3 separate regions of the Mus musculus genome follow, and regions 2 and 3 are each linked to region 1. A link is a contact called in public HiChIP or PLAC-seq data. All regions are on one chromosome and are shown on one strand. The core of a region is the stretch at or near the end of the contact, and the rest is flanking DNA. Distances in the headings are between cores, read along the strand shown. Region 1 overlaps Prex1 (phosphatidylinositol-3,4,5-trisphosphate-dependent Rac exchange factor 1). Region 2 overlaps Arfgef2 (ADP-ribosylation factor guanine nucleotide-exchange factor 2 (brefeldin A-inhibited)). Region 3 overlaps Arfgef2 (ADP-ribosylation factor guanine nucleotide-exchange factor 2 (brefeldin A-inhibited)).

What was found. HiChIP or PLAC-seq counts read pairs in DNA pulled down with a chosen protein or histone mark.
Region 2: an H3K27ac HiChIP or PLAC-seq map of large pre-B cells shows a contact between it and region 1, with 2.6 times the contacts expected there. The contact joins two enhancer-like sites. A contact is called at or near these places in 1 of 484 Hi-C or Micro-C datasets (bone marrow-derived macrophages), 2 of 115 datasets of contacts at active chromatin or transcription factors (embryonic stem cells and large pre-B cells) and 1 of 9 other capture datasets (adipose tissue).
Region 3: an H3K27ac HiChIP or PLAC-seq map of large pre-B cells shows a contact between it and region 1, with 3 times the contacts expected there. The contact joins two enhancer-like sites. A contact is called at or near these places in 1 of 484 Hi-C or Micro-C datasets (bone marrow-derived macrophages), 1 of 115 datasets of contacts at active chromatin or transcription factors (large pre-B cells) and 1 of 9 other capture datasets (liver).

Annotation. Positions count from the first base shown.
Region 1 is chr2:166,617,429-166,622,574 of GRCm38.p6, forward strand. It overlaps Prex1 (phosphatidylinositol-3,4,5-trisphosphate-dependent Rac exchange factor 1), which reads right to left. Exons shown (of 40, transcript NM_177782.3): 6 at 3,744-3,905; 7 at 405-538. Among named protein-coding and RNA genes, the nearest start is that of Gm29679, 55 kb to the left of the region's middle. Within about 2 kb of position 3,228, at least 84 of the 459 cell types and tissues checked have an H3K27ac peak or open chromatin away from gene starts, as enhancers often do.
Region 2 is chr2:166,872,370-166,877,515 of GRCm38.p6, forward strand. It overlaps Arfgef2 (ADP-ribosylation factor guanine nucleotide-exchange factor 2 (brefeldin A-inhibited)), which reads left to right. Exons shown (of 39, transcript NM_001085495.2): 29 at 1,207-1,337; 30 at 1,494-1,623; 31 at 4,124-4,259. Among named protein-coding and RNA genes, the nearest start is that of Cse1l, 31 kb to the right of the region's middle. Within about 2 kb of position 2,727, at least 72 of the 459 cell types and tissues checked have an H3K27ac peak or open chromatin away from gene starts, as enhancers often do.
Region 3 is chr2:166,824,304-166,829,449 of GRCm38.p6, forward strand. Arfgef2 (ADP-ribosylation factor guanine nucleotide-exchange factor 2 (brefeldin A-inhibited)) reads left to right here. Exons shown (of 39, transcript NM_001085495.2): 2 at 2,624-2,654; 3 at 3,239-3,362. Among named protein-coding and RNA genes, the nearest start is that of Arfgef2, 21 kb to the left of the region's middle. Within about 2 kb of position 2,403, at least 45 of the 459 cell types and tissues checked have an H3K27ac peak or open chromatin away from gene starts, as enhancers often do.

The DNA of each region.
Region 1 (5,146 bases), core at 1,978-4,477:
GTCTTTTCTCCGCCTGTCCAGTGGGGAGAGCCTTCTCCCCTCCCACTCTGCACCCCGGGGACCTTCGGATCTCAGGATGCTGGTGAACTTCCACAGCCGTCTAGAGCTGCCCTGTATGATGCAGTGTTCCCGGGGCACAAGGAGACCGTGACTGGGACCCACGGACGCGTCATGCTAATATGTGAACCACTTCAAAGGCTGAACATTAAAACATATACGGCAAAAATACCCCCTTGCTGCTTTTCAGAACTTGACTTAGAGTATCTCCATGAATACTCAGAAGAAAAAACAAAGCCCAGAGAGGGACACTGGCAAGCCTGAGGTGACACCTGAAGAAATGGGCATTTAGCATTGTCTATTTCTATCACCATGGTAACCATGGGGGGGAGGGGGCAGCAGCTCACCTAGACTTCCGCTTGCAGTAGACAAGCAGGTTGTCAAAGAGGAAGAAGGCTCTCTCTTGGATGTTGCCCGCAGAGATCTTCAGCAGGTTGCCCTGAAGGAGGAGCTCGGTGCAGATGTCTGTGAGGTTGGAGCCCTGGGGAGGCAATGAAGGGCAGCAATGAGCAGCCAGGGACACACCCATCTTAAGCCTCTTCCCTCACTGCAGAGGGAAAACACCCCGGCAAAAGTAACTCAAGGGAGAAGGGTTTGCTTCAGCCCCACAGTTCGATGTACAGTCCTTCACGGCTGGATGGTCAGAGCGGGAGCTTGAAGCAGCTGCCTGGATCACATTCACAATCAGGAAGCAGAGAGTCATGGACGCCCCCTGCTGCTCAGCTCGCTCTGCATCTGCACAGTCCAGGATCCCAGCCAGGTGATGGTACCCCCACATCTCAAATGGATCTTTCCACATCAATGGATCTAAGACAGCCCTTAGAGGCATGCCCAGACACTAAATAATCACTCACCAATATACCTGGAGGCTAGGAGACATTGTACCTGTCTCCAAGGTGATTCTAGACCCTGTCAGCCTGACAACACTAACCATCAAGCACCTTTCCCTCCACACCCCTACATCCCTATCAGCCTCCACACTCAAAGCTCTCAGCAGACAAGAAGCCAAGGCAATGGGATGGAGGGCTGTGTGGGCCAGTGCCATCAGTGGACTGCATGTCCTTTTACAGGAGACACTCAGAGGTACAGGGAGCTGATACACCAACTCACGTGGCTGACAACAGGCCCTAGGGGGCTGCATCCAGCCCTTTAGGGGACTGGGTTTTGTCTAGGTGTCCTGCGGTCTGTCTTTCCCTGTGATCTATTTGCAATCTGGCTTGTTGAGCCTTCCCCACAAGATAAGCACTTCGGTAAGGACTGGAGATTTCTAGCACCTAACGACCTTCCCCGGGATGCAGGAGGGACTTGACAGATGCCATGTAGGAATGTTAGGGCAGGATTCTGGGAGCACTTGATCCAGTGAAGGCTGGATCCATCCATCACCAAGCTCTGTGGGATGAGTGTCACACAGGCTAATACAGCAGGTGTGCTGAGCAGCAATGATAAGATTGGGGCCAAGGACCAGGAGAAGTGTTAAGGACAAGCACAGACAGGGACTAGGAAAGTCCTGCTAGCAGGAGTCCTCAGAGCCAACACGTAGTGGGTCTGTGTGGAGTCCTGGGTAGGCTGGGCCAGGTCATATAGATTCCGAGAGCTGAGGAGAGGGAATTGAGTGGAATCCTGGCAAACTCAGAAACCCTCATTCAGGTAGCCCAGATCCTTGCTCCCCTTGGTTCATCTTGGGGAATGAGTTTCACAGGCATTGGCTGCCTGACCAATGACCTACATTCCCCAGCTTCTTTGGCGCCAAGCATGGTCCAAAGGACCAAGTCACACCAAGGAGCCGGTGGTATGTCACTATCTTGAAATAGGTCTCTAGCCCCTCTCCCCGCTCCTTTATCTCTTTCCAGAGATGCAAGATAGCCATCGGGGGTTAAGGAAGGGCGCTGGTGACAGACATGTCCAAGGCACAGGAAGGAAAGAGCCCTGTTGGTGCAAAGTCACCCACCCAGCCTGGCTGGTCACACATCCTGGTCTATACTGCATTGTGAGCTCCTCGGAGTCACCCCCTCAGCCCCATGGCAACCAGGATGTGCCAGAGTGTGTCTAGAGACTGCAAGGAGCTGAGGACAGAGGCCTGTGACACAGTTGGAAGGCAGACCATGTGGCACTTGCTTTGGGTAAAGCCACAAGTGGCCCCTACAGTCAAAGGAGCCAGATGCCAGGTTGGCTGCCTTACCAGCCACCTTGCCTGATGAACACACCACCCTACCTACTCAGGCCAGTTAACAGAAGCTGGAGGGAGGAAGCTAGAAGCTCGGGAAGCTGGATGGAAAGGGGGAGGGCTGTACTGCTAAAGCCACAGAAAGCCAGGCCCTCCTGTGGCAGCCCGTCTCACAAGGGGGAACCTTATCTCTCCCACCATCCACTTGATCGAGGCCAAACCTCAATGCCCCTTCCAAAGTCCATCTGCAAGGGACTCTGGGAGCTAGAGGGCTCCCCTTGGGAAGATGGCCAGTGAGGGAGAGTTCAGGGGACATGTCACCCCCTAGTCTCTGAACAAAGCCCCAGTCTTCTCTGCAGCTGGACCTTCCATGGGGGGGGGGGCGCCAGTACAAGAAAGGAATATTAAATCCAGGAACACCCAGGTCCCGGTAGGGTTGGGGGCGGGGCTTGGGCTGGGGGTGTCAGACAGCAACGTCTGTCCCCAGAATCTTTCATCTCAGCTCCTAACCTCTCACTCCAGTGGAGCTGGCCTTTCCTACCGGTTGCATTTCCTGTCTGTCAGCTTTCTAGAGACAAGAAACTTCCAATAGTGTAGGAGGCAAGGGTCAGGAAAGTGCGTTGGTTACAGGCTGAGGAGATGGCTCAGTGGGTGAAGGGGCTTGCTGCCAAACCGGATGATGTGAGTTCAACGCCTAGGTCCCACCCAGTGGAAGAAAAGCGCTGACTCTTACCAGTTGTCCTCTGACTTCTACATACATGCTGTGGCACACTGGGCTCACACACATGAATGCACACACACACACACACACACACACACACGTAAGTGTGATAAAGAAAAGTCAGTTACATACACTGTGTGTGTGAAAGCTTGATTCTGTCAACCTGTCAGGACCTAGAATCACCTTCTAGACTTCTGGCTGTGAGGAAGTGTCTAGACTGTGTTTACCGAGGAGGGAAGATCACCTTAAACGTGGGTGGTATCATCATCTGAGTACAAAGGAGAAGAGAGCTATCTCGCCTCTGCCGGCTTCCTGTGGGTGTGCTGGGACCAGCTGTGCGAAGCTACTGCTCTTCTCCATCACGGTGGGCTGCACCCCCAGCTGCCAGCCACAACAAACTCTTTCTTCCTTCCGTGGTTTTCATCTGGCATTTTGTCACAGTGACAGGAAAATAAACTAATACTGATAGATATGTAAATGTTGCCCTCAGTGCTGGCACAAGAAGCACAAAGGCTTGTAGGTGTCAGGAAGGCGAGGCCACACACAGTTACTGAGGGGAGTTGGCATGGCCTGCAGTGACAGAGGCTAAGGAAACAGGCGTCTCAGTGACAGCTACTGGGAGACACAGCAGTGTTACCAAGTTTTCTACCGAAATGTAAAATCTGGGATTTTATGTTTCATTGAGTCAACTAAGTCACTTGTAAGCAACCACACGAGGCAGGCCAAACTGAGGAGCGAGCCCGTGATCTACAGCTCCAACTGGGGGCCCAGCCCCCTCAGCAGAGGACCCTGACCACGCACCTCCCAGCCTTCAATGTGAGACTGCAGCTGCTCCAGGGCCTCCAGCTTCTCCATCTGCCTCTTAGTCTCATTGATGTTGGAGCAGACAGTCTTCATGGCCTGCAGGGCACTCTGTACCGCGGTGTGGTCAGGGTGCTTGCCGGGGGTCCTCTTGGCCAACTCCTAGTGTGGGAAGGGGCAGAACAGAGGGTGATCAGTGCAGGGGCATAGACTCGGGCAGAGGTAGAGTCACGCCAAACCAGTGTGCCAAAGGGAGGATGAGCAAAGCTAACACTTGCTGGCTCATTCACACGAGTGTCAGTCTTCCCAGAGAACTAACTAGATCTGGGGTCACATAGAAGATAAATCCCTGAGTGTCAATGAGGGCGCTTCCAGAGAGGTTTAACAGGGTAGGCTGGCCTTGAACATGGGTGGTAAAATCCCAAAGGCTGGGCTTCCAGACTGAACAAAGAGAAGAACGGCAGCTGAACACCAGCATCCACTCCTGTCTGCTCCCTGACTACAGACACAGAGACCAGCTACACCCCTCTCTTTCCTGATGGACCGGACCTGAAAGAACTGCAATAAAACCATCCTCCCTTATGATGATTTTGTCAGATGTTTCATTCCATTGACAGAAAAGGAAACGAAGACATTCATTTGTTCCCTCCCTCATTCATTAATTCGTTCTGTGGGTGCCATCTGACTGTCTTTAAAGGGAGAGTCAATATACCAGGAAACAGACAAAAAACACTTTGCCTGGTGGGTATCATAGAAGACAGAGGCCAGAAAGCTAAGAAAAATTGGGGACCACCAGGAAGAAACACTTAGAGAAGTTAGAATAGAGAGCATACAAGCACCAATCAGGGAGGCTGGGGACGTGAGGAGGGAGCAACATGGCGGGCAGCCGGAAGAGCGGGCTCAAAGGGCATGACAAGGGATGGCAGGTGACTGGGGGAGGGGGTCACAGAACACAGAAATGGGCAGGTCACAAAGGTGACCACAGACACTGATTACCCCAGCTCTCTTAGTGAACTGGACAGGGGGATACGCCTACTGGGGCTCATGCACAGCTCACTGGTAACCACTCCCCTATGCGTATGTCCAAGGCTCACCCTGGGTTCAGTCCCCAGGACTGAAAGGTAAATAAACGAACAGGCCTCTTGCTCAGAGGACACAGGGCAGAGTGCATAAAGCATCCAGCCCGGTTGCCATCAGCTGACTCTTGTCTCAGACACAGGCCAGGACATTATCAAAGCCGGACAGTGGTTTCCAGAGACAAGGCCTTGTGTAGACCAGGCTAGCCTCACGCTTACTATGTAGTTGAAGAACCCTAAACTCCTGATCCCCCGGCCGGCCTCTGCATCCCAAGAGCTGGGATTTAAAGCGTGTGCCACCACGATCAGTTTATGCAGCACTGAGGG
Region 2 (5,146 bases), core at 1,477-3,976, 250 kb after region 1:
AGAAACCCTGTCTCGAAAAAAACAAAACAAAACAAAACAAAAAAGAAACTCTCCCTTTTAAGAAATGACATTTGCCACTGACACGCTGAGAAATCACAGTTCCAAATTGCATCTGTGGATTGGTCATGGAGGTTTGTGACAGAGCTTTGCATGCAACAGAGCCCACCCTAAACCCCCCTCTCTAAGAAAGGAAAGGGGGGAAGACGCCTTCTGTTTGCTTCTGGAGAAGTTTGGGTTTTTCTTTTTTTTTAAAGATTTATTTATTTATTATATGTAAGTACACTGTAGCTATCTTCAGACACACCAGAAGAGGGCGTCAGATCTCCTTACGGATGGTTGTGAGCCACCATGTGGTTGTTGGGATTTGAACTCCGGACCTTTTGGAGGAGCAGTCAGGTGCTCTTACCCACTGAGCCATCTCACCAGCCCTGGGTTTTTCTTATATGTCTCATCTTTCCGGGTAAGACCTGGGAACAATTAAGGGTTGGTTCCAAAGCATTGAAATGATGGGAACACAGACATCCTAGTTGATGTGGAGGTTTGCACCAGGCTGTGGAAATCCTCCCAGCCGGGCTACATAATGGACAACCACTTAGGTGTCAGTGCCTGTGAGCCAGGCAGCTTGTCAGTAAAATGGGCACATAGCAAGCTCTTTGTAACTAGTAGTAGCTGCTATTGAGTACTATGTCGCAGTGATTTCTGGAAACACAAGGAATTCTGGGTACTTAGCAGCCGTTGATCATTAGCATCTTTCCTTTTTCTTTTTAAGATTTACTTACTAATTTATTTTATGTATATGAGTACACTGTAGCTGTCTTCAGACACCCCAGAAGAGGGCATCGGATCCCATTACAGATGGTTGTGAGCCACCATGTGGTTGCTGGGAATTGAACTCAGGGCCTCTGGAAGAGCAGTCAGTGCTCTTAACAGCTGAGCCATCTCTCCAGCCCCTTAGCATGTTTCTTAATGTAACATTCACTCTCTGCCCCAGTGCTCTTGTGAGCTGCCTCCCTCTGGTCTGTAGGCTCATGGGAATGACACCTTCAGTGGGCAGGGGAATGTCTCCCTCGGTCTCTGGGATTTCCCCTTCTAGACTTCGGAAGAGAGTTTGGGAAAAGATTGTCTAGAGCCTCAGTCTTTGTGTGGCTGCTTTTCTGACCCCTCCTGCTTGCTTACACTACATCTGAGACATGATTTTCATTTCAGGTGCTGCAAGAGTACACAAGTGATGATATGAATGTGGCTCCTGGTGACAGGGTCTGGGTCAGAGGCTGGTTTCCCATCCTGTTTGAACTCTCCTGCATCATTAACAGATGCAAGTTAGATGTACGCACAAGGTAACTGGATCCCCAAGGCAGCTGGACATCAATGTTAAAATGAGTCGCTTCTTACCCCACCCCAGGTTCACACCTCCCCTCCCTGACCCTTGCCTCCATCTCAGTTTGGCCATTTCTTCCTCACCTTCTCCCTGCTCTCCTTTATTTTTCCCCCAGGGGACTCACGGTCATGTTTGAGATTATGAAGAGCTATGGCCACACCTTTGCAAAGCACTGGTGGCAGGACCTGTTCAGAATCGTGTTTCGAATTTTTGACAACATGAAACTCCCTGAGCAACAGTCAGAGGTGGGTGATGTCTACAGTGTGGCCTGTGAGTAGATGTAATGGGCCCATGGCCGGCCTCCTCCTTGGGGTTGTCTTGCCAGATAACAGGGGTTTAACAACTTAACAACTATTTAAGATGCTTCTACAAGTGGACAGAAGCACTGACCATCTTAGACCAGTGTCAGCTAGTTCTGGGAGATCCCTTTCTGGGAAAAGGGAGAGGAAGTTCCTCATGGTTTGCCCTCCTGGACCTGGACACTGCCTGCCAGCTCTGCAGGCTCATGGCTGCTCTTCTTGTGTGTGCCACGCTCTGACCTGGTCTTGCAGGATCGAGAGCAATGGCAGAGATGCACAGACAAGACAAGCACAGCTGTCTTCTTTTCTTTTTCTTTTTTGTCTTTTTATGACAGAGTTTATTTGTGTAGCCCTGGCTGACCTAGAACTTAGTTTGTAAACCAGGCTGGCCTCACAGTCATAGCTATCCACCTGCCTCTGCCTCCTGAGTGCTGAAATTACGAGTGTGTGCCATCACTACCTGACTGGCCCTTTATTAATGTATTATTTCAGGAACATCATTTCCCCCTCATACCAGCATAAAAATAACATGCACTAGATGAAATATTCCGGATACACAGAGTTCACACCTCTATCACATAGAAACTGAGGCTACCACTATGTTGTCTTTTCCTACTTAAACAGTTTATACAGTTGAAGTCCTAGTGTAGACATTTGTCCTGTTCTTTAATGTTAGAGTAATTTTTTCCTCATCATAAATAGATAGATAAATATTCATTTCAGAAAAATGCTTGTCTAGCATGCAGGAAGCATGTGGTCCGCACGTGTGCTCCAGCTCTAGGGTTTGTTTCTGCAATGCCCAGCCCCCGCATAGCTTTCTACACAGATTCTAGGGGTCTGGGGATTGGACTCAGTCCTCATGCTCGCTGGGCGACGCTCTGAAGTGAGCGTTCCTAAATTCCCTTGTAATTGAGGACAGGAATCCGGGAGGCCTAACTTCTGCATTCATGTCCACACACCATGGCTTGCATGTCTGCAGGGCACTGTGGGCCTTCCCCTTTCCCCACACTATCCAGCCTTTGCTTTCATTTACCTCGGTGCTCTGCACGGGCAGAGGCTCTGCTGGCTGGCTGGCTGGCTGCCACCACTGATCACCACATCTTCCTATTGGGACCTGGCTTTTTGGACCTGGCTTTTTGTCCTGTGTCATCAGCTTTTCCCAGTTGCTTCCTCTTCTGTTTGTTGAGGGGCTGGGTTTGGTTGGTTTTTCACTTGTGTGTTTTGTTTTTGAGGCAGTGTCATCCTCCAGCCTGGGTGGACCCGAAGGTCACTTTGTAGTCTTACTTTTTCATTGGTATCTTTATTTTCTTTTTATTTAGTTTTTTCTGGCTGTTCTGGACTCCATATATAGATCAGGCTAGCCTCAAACTCTCAAAAATCCGCCTGCTTCTGCCTCCCAGATGCTGGTATTAAAGATGTGCACCACCAACGTCCAGCTTAAAACTTTCCTCACACAGTATATTTTGGTTGTGTTTTCCCCTCCTCCAACTGTTCCCACATTCTTCCCGCATACCCAACTTTGTTCTTTCTCATTGTCTTAAAAAACACACACACACACACACACACACACACACACACACACACACACACACACACACAGTGTAACTCCTCACTCTGTATCGCTCCATTGCGGAAAGTGGATTTCCCTTTCCTGGCAACTGTCAGCTGCAGATGGCTTCTTGGTCAGGGGTGGGGCTCTGTAGGCCAGCACCTGTGCTGGTCTTTATTTACGCTATGTTACCAGGTCTTCAGTTTCATTTCCTTCTGGCTTTTATTTTGAGAACCCTATTCGTGACACTTTTCTTTTCTGTCATTGTGTAATCATTTTTATATTTCTCTGGTACTTTTATGCCGTCATTTTTTGAAAGAGTGTGGGGGGGGGCAGGATAAGGTGCTGGGTGACCGCCTCTTTCATAGTCCACTATTACTTTGAGTCAAGCTCTCCTGGTGAATGTGAGGCTCTCATTGTCTCCTCTTGGCAAACCCCAGCGGCGCCATATTCCCTCAGCCCTTCCCACACATGGGGCAATGGGTGCCTGGGACGGTAAGCTTGTTCCAAGGCTGTGAAATCTGAACTCCAGCTCTCGTGATTGCCTAGCAAGTGCCCTCGACTGCTGAGCCATCTCTTTAGCCCGTATGCAGTTGTCTTTATTTTCCCATATTATTTTAAGGGACAGTTTAATATTTGTGAGTCCACAGTGAAGCCTATCACACCATGCAGTTTTCAGAGTCTGAATGTTACAGGGGTGGACATTTTCTTCTGCAAACATTTCCTCACCCGCCTGACTGTTTCTGTAGGATCTGACGGTGGAGAGAGTAGTTCTGAGCAAGCAGAAGCAGTCAGGTTTGAGATGTCGATACTTATGTGAGTGACAGCCAGGCTTGCAAGAGCAGCCATCTTACCCTAGAGATGTTGGTTTTGAAGATTCATTTTTTTTCCTTTCAGAAATCAGAGTGGATGACGACCACGTGCAATCATGCACTGTACGCTATTTGTGACGTATTCACCCAGTTCTACGAAGCTTTGCATGAAGTGCTTCTCTCTGATGTGTTTGCGCAGCTGCAGTGGTGCGTGAAACAAGGTATTCATTAAGTGAGGGAGGGGCAGTGTTTCCTCGTACACAGTCTTTATGAGGAATTAATTTTCTGTCATAAAAGTATAAATGCAATGCCAAGGGTCACTGTGTACAATTCAGTCCACCAGTCCCTTCCCAGGTTGATTTATAAGCACAGTTTAAAGGTGGATTTTGTTGTTTTTGTTTTAAAGGGTGAGATGCACTTTTGTGCTTTAAAGTTTGTTTTTTTTTTAATTCCCCTCCGTTTCTCCCTCCCTCCTTTCCTCCCAGCCTGTGTCTGTCCATCCGTGTGTACATCCGTGTGTCCATGAGCTATTCCCTCAACTCCCTTCTTTCAAGTTTTATGTGTTTGTAATTTTTTTATAGTAAACTATTTTTTAAAGTACTTTTGGAGTTACTATCACCAGCTACATCAGTGACATCTTATTTAGTGGTTATGTGTTCATGTTAGTGTATACCAGATAAAAACCATGTATCCCTCAGACCTGGATCCATTTTGGCCTAGGGCAAAGTTAAATTCAGTTAAGATCTTTTTGAAAAGTGACTCCTTCTTTCCTCCTTCTCTGTGCAGCCTGGCTGTGCTGGAACTTGATCTGTTTAGACAGACTGGCCTCAGAGTCACAGAGATCCGCCTGCCTCTGCAGCCCAGGCGCTGGGGTCAGAGGTGTCTGCCACCACGCCCTTCTGGCGAAAAGGACCACATTTTAAAGGAAGTAGCAAATAGCTGTAGTACTTTGATAGCAAAAACTGGAAAGGTAGTTAGTGATTATATCAGAAACACTATTTTTAAAAACAATTTATTTATTTATTTATTTATTTATTTGGTTTTTTGAGACAGGGTTTCTCTGTGTAGTCCTGGCTGTCCTGGAGCTCACTTTGTAGACCAGGCTGGC
Region 3 (5,146 bases), core at 1,153-3,652, 210 kb after region 1:
GAGTATATATGTTGTTTTGTTTGTAGTTTACAGATTAATTCTCTGTGCATGCTTTGAGAACTAGGGACACCTGAGCTTATGAACATGGGCTTTCTAGACTGATTTCTTGGATTCATCCCAGCTCTACCTGGAACGTTCTCTGGCTCTCATTTCCTAGTCTGTAAGGTTTACAGAGTCTGGCCTTGGATTCTGGCCTGCTTCTCTTGTTGCTGCTCTTCAGTTGAGCCACTGAGCTTGTGCAGAGCCTGCATTTCGTCCTCAGCTGATGACGTACTCTTTAAGCACCTTTCCCACCTGTAGGTGTTTGTTTGCAGCCAGTGAAGTATTGCTTCTGAGTCCTTCCCATTCCTTGAAAGAGAAACTATGAGCCAGTAGCTTCGTGGCCAGGGCGGCCAGGAGATCAGTCTTATCTGGGCATAGTTATTATGGAAAGGCTGAATTTGCTTTGAGTTGCAATCTGAACTTTCTTGTAAAGTCTGGGCTTGCCCACTGGGATAATCAGAGCAACCAACATCCTGGGTTAGAGTCTCTAGAGCTGCCAGTGCCAGCCACTGAAGGCTACTGCTCTGCTGTCCCTAAGATGTTTTCTTCCCGATGCCTCTCCTGACATTTCGTGATTGGTGTGCATAGGCTTTCAAGTGTGTAGCCCTGAGTTTAGTCTTGTTGGTTTTGGTGCCTTGCATCGACAGTGAGCGGCTGTACTGGTGAGATTTGTGTATCACTGGCTTAGCACCATTGGTATCCAGAACAGATGGTTGGAGATTCAGAGACCACCAGCCTCTAGCATGGGCTTGGCCGTATCTGATGCATCTGACTGAGCCCTAAGAGTGCTGCTCCTGACCAGAAGAAAACCTTACACTTGAGTTGGCAGCAGGGTGCATCCGGTGTGTCACAGGAACTTGCAAAGCCATTGCGTTATGTCAGATGATGGAAGCTACATCCTGTAGGCCAGTCTTGTAGCCTTCTGTTGGAGGTGGATGAGTTATGTCCTTTAAGGACAGGGTCCATGTTGGCTGTTCCTTTCACAAGCTCGGGTGTCACAGGCCTCGTGGGCAGTTACCTGCTGCTTTGTTAGGCAGGCAGTAAGAATGTGTAGACCTTACCACCTCTAGCTGGCCCGGTTCCTTGACTTTCCAAGCAAATGGAACTAAGAACTTCTTGAAGTGTGTTTGGTTCTGTTAGGATGGCTATTGTCCTTACCCAGACTGCCTGCTCTTAAGAGTTTGTAGAAAGACTAGGTGTGTTCCTCCTTCTCTTCCTCTCTTCCTCTCTTCCTGCCTCCTTCCCTTCCTTCCTGCCCCTCTCCTCCCTTTCCTGCCTCCCTCCTTCACCTTTGATATTACCTGTGCCTTAGGGCCCAACATACTGCAGTACTAGGAATAGATTGGTGGGTTGGGTCAAGAGTATTTAGATAAGGTACTCTCTTGTTTCAATGGCCCTGACCTCAAAAGTGTTTAGGTCATTGAAAAATGTGGAAAAAATGAAGGGGCTGGAAAGATACCTCAGCAGCTTAGAGCTCTGAATGCTCTTCTAAAGGACCTGGGTTTGATTCTCAGCACCCACAGTGAGGCTCGGAGCTGTCTATAACTTCAGTTGCAGTGGAGTTTGGGCATCAAGCACACATGTGCACAGATATAGATACAGCCAAATGCCCATAAACATAAAAGAAAAAGAAAAAATTTGAAAAAACCAACAGGGGCCAGGGCAATGACTTAATAGGTGAAGGTGCTTGCTGTCAAGCCTGCCGACCTGAGTTCAATACCTGGGACCTGCAGGTAGAAGCAGGAACTGATGATGACAGCTGCTCTCTGGTCCTCACTGATGCCCCTTCCCCAGCTAACTAACGAAGTGTAATTAAAAAGAACCAAGCCTCTCCACTCCACTATTTAGTAACTTCCAACATTTGCCTAACTAGTTTCAGTATTTTCTTAAGCGGTCTCCAGTCTCCTGTGTATGGTTTTGCGTAGTTGATGGCTTGTGTTAACTATTTTTACATACACCTGGTACGAAGAGAAGGTAGAGCATAGACCACAGAGCCAAGACCTAGGTCCAGGTTCTTGCTCCCCCATTTCTTAATGAGTAGTGTGGAGAAATTCCCCTTTCTCATGATGCCTGTGTTTCCTCATTGAAATCTTTCTTCTCACTGAGAGTGTTTGCTCAGGGACCATTTGGTATTCAAGACTACAGGAGAGCATGCTGGTACCTCCCGGCAGCACTTTACAGGCTGAGGCAGGAGGATCTCGAGTTTCCAGTTAGCCTTGGCTACATAATGAGACCTTATCAAAAAGCACAACATAACACTGCAGGGGCAGGAAATGCTTCTATCATCTAGAGGCGCACAGGATGGCTGCAGCTTGTCAGTGGTGAGAGGGAACAGTAGTGTCCACCCACAGGGTCCCATGGGCATAAGTGAAGGCACCATGAACTTACATGCATGCTAGCACAGTGACTCCCATGGGCCACCAGCATTACTGCTGTGATAAGTTTTTGCTTCACGTTATATCAAAATCTGAGTGTTCCACAATCTTATAATATTCCTTTCAATGGTTTCTAGACACCTTGTAGCAAACAACTCTTCTGTAAGTGTTGCGTTCTCCTAATGTGCTTTTTCTTCTTCCACCAGATGAAATTAAAGCAGAACTAGAAAAGCAGAGGTAAGCAGCTGTGCTTCCTCCTTTTTGGGGGTGCAGCAGGTGGTGGCCATGGGAACCCCTTTCCATGTGTGCTTACGGTCATATTTAAAGGGGCAGCACATACTCTACTGGCACAGTGCTCACACAGCAGGGCTCCCGGGCTGGGCAGGTGCCTGGCTCAGTGCTACACATGTGCTTGAAGGGGTGGTTAAAGAAGGCCAAGTCGATGCCTTTATACCTTCTCTTGAGAAGGAGGCAGAAGCCTTGTCTTGTGGCAAGCTGTAGCTTGCTCTGGCAGTCCTAGCTCCTTATCTTAATGGGAGCCAGCAGTCACAGCTCAGAACCATGGCTCTAGCATGGATGCAGCAGATTCTGACCAGTGCCAGTGAGTCCACTCACAAGGCTCATGCTTTCTGCATATGACATCCTGGTGGTTTCTTCCTCAAGTTACATGCACTCAGCTTGTAACCACAGTTCCAGGAGAGCGAGCGCTTTTAGCACTTTTAACCAAGTGCTTACAGTCACCGTGGGAGCGTCCAGTAAGATGGAGAGAAGCAAGCTTTTTTCCCTCATTCTACCTCTTTCCCCTTTCCTGCTTTCCCTAGGCTTGGCGCTGCGGCTCCACCAAAGGCAAACTTCATTGAAGCTGACAAGTATTTCCTTCCATTCGAGCTGGCCTGCCAATCCAAGTCACCTCGGGTGGTCAGCACATCCCTGGACTGCTTGCAGGTACCACGTTTAAGCTCAGTGTGAGGGGTCCTTGGTGTGAGCACTCCATTACCCACAGCAGTGCTGCTCTGGCACTGAGAATGCCCCAGGAGGTGGTGCAGGAGCAGCCCACAGCTTCCCGTGTGATGATGTCCTGGTGGCCAGGGGCCTGTGCTCCTTAGCTACAGTCACATTTCCCCAGTGGGGAAACTGTAGTCAGTTGTAGGTTGACTGTGTTTGATATATGTGATACATGACATGACATGCTCCCAGCCTCATCGTTGATGGTGTTAATGTGTTCTCTCAGGTGTAGAAACAGGTACAGCCACATCTGATTATTTGTGGCAGTTCTGATCTACAGTCACTATGAACGTGAACTAACCAGCCCCAGGAAGTGCGGGCTTGGGTTCCCAGTTCTCCATTTTGGACTAGCTGATCAGTGTATAAGTTCATTCTCTGTGCGTTTCTGTTTAGAGACACCTTAATAAGCACCATTGGCTCATCAACATTGAGTTTACAGCCAGCAGCTTTAATAACGTGCAAGTTTATTTAATACCTGCAGTTTCTTGTAAGGCAGTCCCGGCCTCCTTGCTCCTTAGCTCTAGGAAGCACCCTCTCACACACTAGGGAGGTGTTTTAAAGAGCATAGAGGATAAAACTGTGGAAGTCACACAGCAAAAACATCACAGAAAAAGAACACTTGAATGTGGAAGAAAATCTGAAAGAGAGCTGTGTCTCCTCGTCCAGCTCAGCTGTGATTCAGGGTCTCACTGTTCTGTGCATTTCTACAAGTAACCGCAGTTCTGACTGGGGCGTTCAAATGCTTCTGAGCGAGCGGGCGAGTGGGTGTGCAAGTGAGTGAGCGAGCGAGTGAGTGAGAACACTCGAGGCCAACAGTCTGCAAACGATGCGGCTTGGCTGTGGTTGGAGCTTCCTCACTAAAGCTCTCTAAGTGCTGAAGGCCTAGGAGTAGAGATGGGAGCCTGTGCTACAGTTGTAAGACACAGGGCAGCCCAGGAGCCTTAGTTCCCAAGCCGTCATTTTTTTCCTCTAGACAGCTCCAAGTTTCTTTACCTTAGCGCCGTCCCATCCGTCAGTGGAAGAAGTTTTGGATGTTATTGAAGTTACCAGCAACTCCTGGAACAGGAACAGGGAGCAGATGACTCTGTTAGGGTTGCTTAGAGAGTTGTGAAACAAGGTCCTCGAAGCCTCCTGCAGATTTGCATTTCTTTTTATTTTTTTTAAAGATTTATTTATTTTATGTATATGAGTACACTGTAGCTTGTCTTCAGGCACACATCGGATACTATTACAGATGGTTGTGAGCCACCATGTGGTTGCTGGGAATTGAACTCAGGACCCCTGGAAGAACAGTCAGTGCTCTTAACCACTGAGCCTGTTGTCATCTATTGGTTCTATGTGCCACACCATAGAACTGCAAAGTGGCATCCTGGGTCTAATCGTTACTCCATTATCTTCTTTTTTTCAACACAATTTAGAGTTGGTGACAGTTTTTTTTTCCACAGAAGCAGTTCTTTCAAATGAAAATTATTTCTCTCATTCCAGATAATTCTGTACATGTCCTATGCGAAGCTTCTAATGAGCCAGGAGTTCTCAAATGGCAGGCAGAGTCTTACTTCATCCTAAAGTACTTGATGCTGTGAATGCTTTCTGAGGAAATTTGACATCAGTTTTATTTTAGTTGTTTGGTTCCCATGATGAGTTTTAGTTTGGGAATGAGTCCTGATGCTAACACATTAACGTCCTAAGTGTGATAGCTCTCACCCTCCCTGGGCCGTCAGCCT